Linked DNA regions of Mus musculus: region 2 is linked to region 1. A link is a contact called in public HiChIP or PLAC-seq data. All regions are on one chromosome and are shown on one strand. Each heading gives the region's core, a stretch centred on a gene start, on an enhancer-like site or on the middle of the called end of the contact. The rest is flanking DNA. Distances are from core to core; before and after follow the strand shown.

Region 1 (2,893 bases), core at 162-2,661:
ATATTCTTTTCTATATTGAACTTATGACATTAAATAAAGGAATAGCTGGGACAATAGAATTCGAATTCATTTGGTAATTTTTTTCCCTAGTCTGGTATTCTTACATCAACTATTAAGTAAAAAACAATGCCCCATAGTTATCCCCACAGGTCAATATGATGGAGGTGATTCATCAATTAAGTTTCTTTTTCCAGTCATGTCAATTTGACAGCTGCAGCCGACTTTGTGGCTAAATAACAGTATTGACAGCAAAATTTGTTTTTTCAAAGATCCCTCCCTCTATTTACATCCTGATGCTTTCCTTACTGGTTGGATGTTGATCCTAACATTGCTCATTGCTCATGGAGTTGTGGAACGGTACACTTCTTTGGCTCTGGCTCCTCCTCCTCCATTCCACCTGTCCCCTCTCTCTGTCTCTCCTTGAAATGTAAACACACACCCACACAGAGAGAGAGAGAGAGGGGGGGAGAGAGAGAGAGAGAGAGAGAGAGAGAGAGAGAGAGAGAGAGAGAGAGAGAGAGAGAGAGAGAGAGAGAGAGAGAACATGCTTTTTTTGGTGATGAGATCTAGTATGAGTTATATCATGTTCTCCCTAAGACAATCTACTGGGGTCCCAATGTCCACTAATTAAAGGGTGATTTTAGTTGGAGACATGGTCTAGAGGTGATCAGGTTAAAATGAGGCCGTTATCAAGGGTTGTTGTATCATGTGGGTGATGTCACGGAGAAGGGAGAATCTGGAGACACACATAACATGTACACAGGAAGAGAGTGGTGTGAGGAGATGCTGGGAGAAACTAGCTACCTTCAAGCTCATGTAGCTGACTGGATCACATTCTATCCTCAGGGCCTACAGAAGGACCAACCCTGAACCCTGAAATTGTAAGATACTCTATTTCTTCTGGGGGGAAAGCCCTGCGGTTGTAAATACTTAATTTTATCAGCGCTAGCAGCACAAACAAGGCCCAGATAGACAGTAGAGTTAACTGGGACTTGGCTGATGAGAGCACTGCTTTGTTGCTTGGTTATTTCAGACAAAGGAAGCTGAAGTTTTACTTTTTGGAGCATTATGTTCCTGGGATAAACTTTTAGAAACTTGTTTTGTTTTACATAACCGTGAGGTGGTGGCTGGAGACCTACATTTGAGTGAAGAGAGAAAGTAGAGCCCTGTAGAAGACACAAGAAACAAGATCCCTGTCACCTGTAAGCAGACTTCTCCTGTCAGCTGTCATTAAGGAAAAGATACAATTGGCTTTAGATTCTCTCTCTCTCTCTCTCTCTCTCTCTTGTTGGGAGGGGTGGGGCAGTGAGGAGACAGGGTCTGGAGATCTGTGCTTAAAGAGTGCAGGTAGGGCTCCAGAGAGGGCGGAGGACGGTGCTGCTTATCCTAGATTCCCCAGACCCACCCACCCACTGTAGCTGTGTGCTCAGGCAAGCGGTGGTGAAGAACAGCTCTAGCAGAGGACGCTTTCGGGCGGGGGTGGGGGGAGCACCAAATCTGTGGATCCAAATCTAAGCTGAGAGCCTTCACTTTCCACTGGGTGAGCCCCCCTGTCCTTCGGTCAGCCTCCGCTCCAGACACAGCCAGCCGACCCGAAGGTCTGCGGCGGGGTCGGGCTGTGCCAGCTGGACCCGCCCCGAGCTCCATGGTTCGCCCAGCCCCGCGCGATGGTGACTCTGGGTGCGGAGGGTGGCTATGGGAGAGCCAGCAGATCGCAGCAGCGTGAAGGCAGGGAGCGCGGCGGGCGGCAGGCGGGGACTGTCTCCCCGACCTCAGCACCCAGAGAAGCGGATCAACCACCTGAACCCCGAAAAAACGCCAACAAGTAGTTTCTCCTTTGAGGAGGGCGGCTCAGCTGGTCGCAGAGACTCTGTCCGACTGCAGGAAGAACCTCGTCCACAGGGAGACCCAAGCAGATCCACTTTACTCCCGGTCTCCTTAAGGTATCCGGGGACTAGGAGGGGAGAAAAGGAAGGGCAGCGCAGGCGGGCATCCCCCTGCCTAGCTTTAAGAGCTTGGCTGTGGAGCCCCTGGGGAGAAGCTGGAAACAGGCGGTCTAGCTCAGCGACCCAGGGGGTGTGCCTCCCTCAGCTTCTCCTGGGCCTCGCCCCTCCTCGAAAGCAACCCCCCACTCTCCACCCCAAGATGTTTGTTTTTCTTGGGAAGGGGGAGGGGTGGCAGAGACTGCTCACTTTTGTCCTCAAAGATGGATCCTAGTTAGCCGTTTCCTTTCCCAAGTAATAATAACATTTAGCAACAAACGGCAACAGTAATGTGAAAAGGAAATTGGATGAGGAAATTAGTCAGAGGTCTCCTTGGTGAAAGGCGGTAGCGAGGACGTTTGTTGTTGTTATTGTTGTTCTGACTTCTGGGTTCAGTCTTCTGCCTGGTAGGTGAGGGAGAGAAGTGAACTGAGAACAGAGCGGGCAAAGGGCACTCCCCTAGTGCTGGGGGTGGTGGTGGCGGTGGGGAGAGCTGTCTTAAGGTTGGACCAGGGTATGCAGGCAGCTGGGGCACTCCTGGCCTCCTCCCACTCAACACTGCTAAGTTGCCTCAGCAAATGTAACTCCCTCATGGGGGAATTGCATTAAGAACAGGGGAGGGGCTGAGCGAGAGAGAGAGAGGGATGGGATAGTGGGTAAGGGGTCTAGTTAGGGAGGAGCGCTTGGAGCAAAGGCGGGTAGAAAAAAAGGCTGGGGACTGAACGGTGGGGATTTAGGGAAAGGAAAGAGGGGCTTGGGGACTTAAAGCAGGTTGGATGTGACAGGGATAGAGGGGAGGCATGGTGGAGGGCAAGAAGGAAAGAGAGGTCAGAGCCAAGGGTGGACTGTGTGCCGCAAGAGAAAAAGGTTTCCTGGAAGGTCAAGGAAGACTCAACTGTTCTTCGTTCTCT
Region 2 (3,241 bases), core at 35-2,534, 2.5 Mb after region 1:
CTGGAAAGCTGCTGTTGCTGTCGCGCTCGGGGAAACCCCCGAGGCCACCGTCGGTGCCAGGCATCGCCGCGCTCGCTCCACACTCGTCGAATCGCAAGCTGAGCAGGACGGCCAGCATGGTGACAGCCAGCAGTGCCACGATGGACACGGCAAAGGCCAGCACAAGCCTCTTGTGCACTGCGATGTGGCGCTCCGTGGTGCGGGGTCTCACTCCCACCGAGTCAGCCCACGGGTCCGAGAGCCCCCTGCCGCTTGCCCGGAGCGCGGCGTCGTCTTCTCCCATGGTGGCCGCAAAGGGTGAACTGCTCTTCTCTGCCCCCTCCTCCTCCTTCTTCTTCCTCTTCTTTTTCTTCTTCTTCTTTTTCTTCTCCTCCTCTTGCTCCCCCCTCTCGCCGTCCAGGGCCATCACACCGCCTCCTCCTCTTCCCCCGCCCCCTCCGACACCCCTAGCGGGCGGGCCACCCGGGCCACCTCCAGCGCAGTCATTGGAGACCGCACGCGGGCGGAGGGCGCGACGCCGGCTGGGACCCTAGGGAGGCCAGCTCAGATTCTCTCAAGACAGACTCTGGAGGCTAGTGACGACCGAGACGACCCCCATCAGCCCCGCCTCTCTCCAGACAACAGCTGCGGATAGCCGGGCAACCAGCTCTGGGACGCGCCCCAACTTGGGAAGCGTGTCGCTCGCCGGGTGCGCGCTACTCGTCGGGCCAGCACCGGGCGCCCGGGCACACGCCGCCCCCGCCCCTGTGCGCCTGCGGCTCGCCTGTCCTCCCGGGCGCCGCACTCTACCAGGGTGGCGGCGGCGGTTGCTCTCTCCTCGGCTCGGCCAAGAGGACAGAGAGCGCTGGGGAGAGCGACTGAGTCGGGGGACAAGTTAGGGCTTCACCAGCCCCCCGCACTCTGGCAGCGTTGTTCCGTCTTCTGGGTGGGATGTGCTCGCCAAAACAGTTGCGGCGGTGGCAGCGGCGGCAGCCCGGAAGGCGCTGGAGCCTTCCACCCCGCAGTGGAAGAGGAGAGGATGGACCAGAGGACCGAGGAAAGGACTGGAGTAAGCTAGCCGGAGGAAGTCCCACGGCCGCGGAGCATCCGTCCTGAAGAAGCCTTCTCCACCCTGGACACTTTAAGCAGTGGTGGCGGTAAAAGGCGTGAGGTTGCGGACTGGGCAGCAAGCCTCCCGCGTTCCGATGATGCTCTGCCCTCCAGAGAAGACAAGTGAAGAAGTGTCCGGTCGGGGTGTCCACTTCAGGTAGATGAAGGTCTGAGCCGCGTCCCCGGGGGAAGAACTGAAGTGCGTGCGTGTGTGCCAACGCGTGTGCATGTGTGTGCGCGTGTGTGCGCGCGTGTGCGTGTATGTGTGTGTGTACACGGGCTCCGGGTGTAGATTTTGCCAAGGGTACTCCAGCTGCATTCAGGGACTGAAACTCCCGGAGAAACGGGAAGCAGAGAGAGGGAGCAAGCGAGGAGGAAGGGAAGGCAGGAGGGAGGAGAGAGGTTTAGCGACAGAGGCAGGCACTGGGAGATTAGAGAGAGCTTTTCTCCGCTCTGTCACACCAGACACCCACAGCCACAGAGGGGGTTGCTGAGCTGCCTGCAAGAGTACATTGTAAATCTTCGGCGCAACAAGCCCCGCAGTCACCCCTCTTCCGACTCCTTAGCCCTACTGCGGATTCCCCAGAGGGACCACTGGAGCCTTGGGCTATTAGCATCAAGAGCAAAGGCAGAGCCTGCTGGGGAGGCAGTGTCAGATCACACATCAAGCTCGCCAGAGGATTTAGAGGACTGTATGTAAATTGAAATAAATTCTCCAAAGCCTGGCTGCATATATTACACCAGTGTAGTGAAGCTAGGTGTGCAGTCAGAAATAATGGCTAGCAATGAACTAGTAGAGTCCTCCTCCGTAAGTAAAGACTAAAGACAAGAGAAGGATTCCCCATAGAACGCATTTTATTCTGAGATTGGGGAAAGCATTACAACATGATGCCCACAATACAATATTCAGAAACGAATGGAAGGAAAACTGAGGGTGGAGGCCCCATGACTTTGGATATTAGTAGGACAGTGTATCAATCCATACTCACGTGACTTGTCAGCGTCTTACTTCACCTAGGCACAATTCTTCTTTGCAACTCCCCTGTATCATCATGAAAAGTGTTTAAACTTCATTAGAACAGTTATGAACCCCCAGTGTACGCTAACAGCAAGAATCATCAAAGCACAGGACATATATAGCCTGCTGGCCGCCTTTGGACTCTCAGGAGTTTGTTGGAGTTCTCTCCACTAGAGTAGAGGGGGTGTGCTATCGAAACTTCAAAATGTGCTGATAGAGTTGTAACTAAAACAATGCTTAGAAAGACAGCCGCCTCGAAGGCGACAAAGAGTTAATGACTGGCTCAGTCAATTTAAAAAAAAATGAAGAAATGTCTCTTTACATGTTTCTTTTGTTTGTTTAAATCCAGATTGCATTTAAGAAATCATCACCATCATTATTTTCCAGAGAGAGAGAGAGAGAGAGAGAGAGAGAGAGAGAGAGAGAGAGAGAAAGAGAGAGACTATTAGCTTTGGGGTAGTGAAAAATAGGCTTAAAATGATATTGTTAAAGCCTGGCCAATAAGAGGAGCTCAGTTACACAACATCAACTTTAAACTGGGAGTCTTGCTTGCAGAAGTTCTTTTCCCTTCATCCCTAGCTAGGGTACTTGCTCAATACCATGCTTTCTAAATGTCCACTTGCATCATCATAAATAAGGAAGATGGGTGCCAGGGTGGGTATTTTTAAGCATGTTGTATGTGGGCCGCCAGCAACAGACCAGGGGAAATGCCACATTCTGTCCCAGTTACTTTTTTCTGCTCTGTTTTGAACCATCTTTGTTCTTGCTTTTTTTTTTTTTTTTTTTTTTTTTTCATATGGGTCTGGCTATGTGCATTTTAGGAGCTGAGAGCTGAGGGGTTAGATTGTTTCCCCAAAGTTAGGAAATACGGTTTAGCAAGGCAAAAGAGCACCTGAGACTCCAAGAGTACACCATATTCTTTAGTACTTCAGGGCTCTGGTCTAGACATTCAGGAACCCTGGCCTAAGGGACACAGATAGCTAGCAGCTTCTAGAGTGAGTCCTGCGAGTCTAAGCACCCCCTGCCTAATGAAGAAACAACCTTCTTAGGGGGTCTCTGAGGCTTTCTGTCTCTAACGTGATGTTAGTCGTGCAGGCTACAAGGCCATTACTTTCCAAGAACTCATGAAGATTA

The links. HiChIP or PLAC-seq counts read pairs in DNA pulled down with a chosen protein or histone mark.
Region 2: a contact with region 1 is called in an H3K4me3 HiChIP or PLAC-seq map of embryonic stem cells, with 18 times the contacts expected there. The contact joins the promoter of Trhde here to the promoter of Kcnc2 in region 1. A contact is called at or near these places in 1 of 484 Hi-C or Micro-C datasets (embryonic stem cells) and 1 of 115 datasets of contacts at active chromatin or transcription factors (embryonic stem cells).

What each region holds. Positions count from the first base shown.
Region 1 is chr10:112,268,606-112,271,498 of GRCm38.p6, forward strand. It overlaps Kcnc2 (potassium voltage gated channel, Shaw-related subfamily, member 2), which reads left to right and starts at 1,412. Exons shown (of 5, transcript NM_001379643.1): 1 at 1,412-1,943.
Region 2 is chr10:114,801,018-114,804,258 of GRCm38.p6, forward strand. It overlaps Trhde (TRH-degrading enzyme), which reads right to left and starts at 1,285. Exons shown (of 19, transcript NM_146241.3): 1 at 1-1,285. The coding sequence starts at 406. Gm15723 (predicted gene 15723) reads left to right here and starts at 709. Exons shown (of 2, transcript NR_155864.1): 1 at 709-1,246.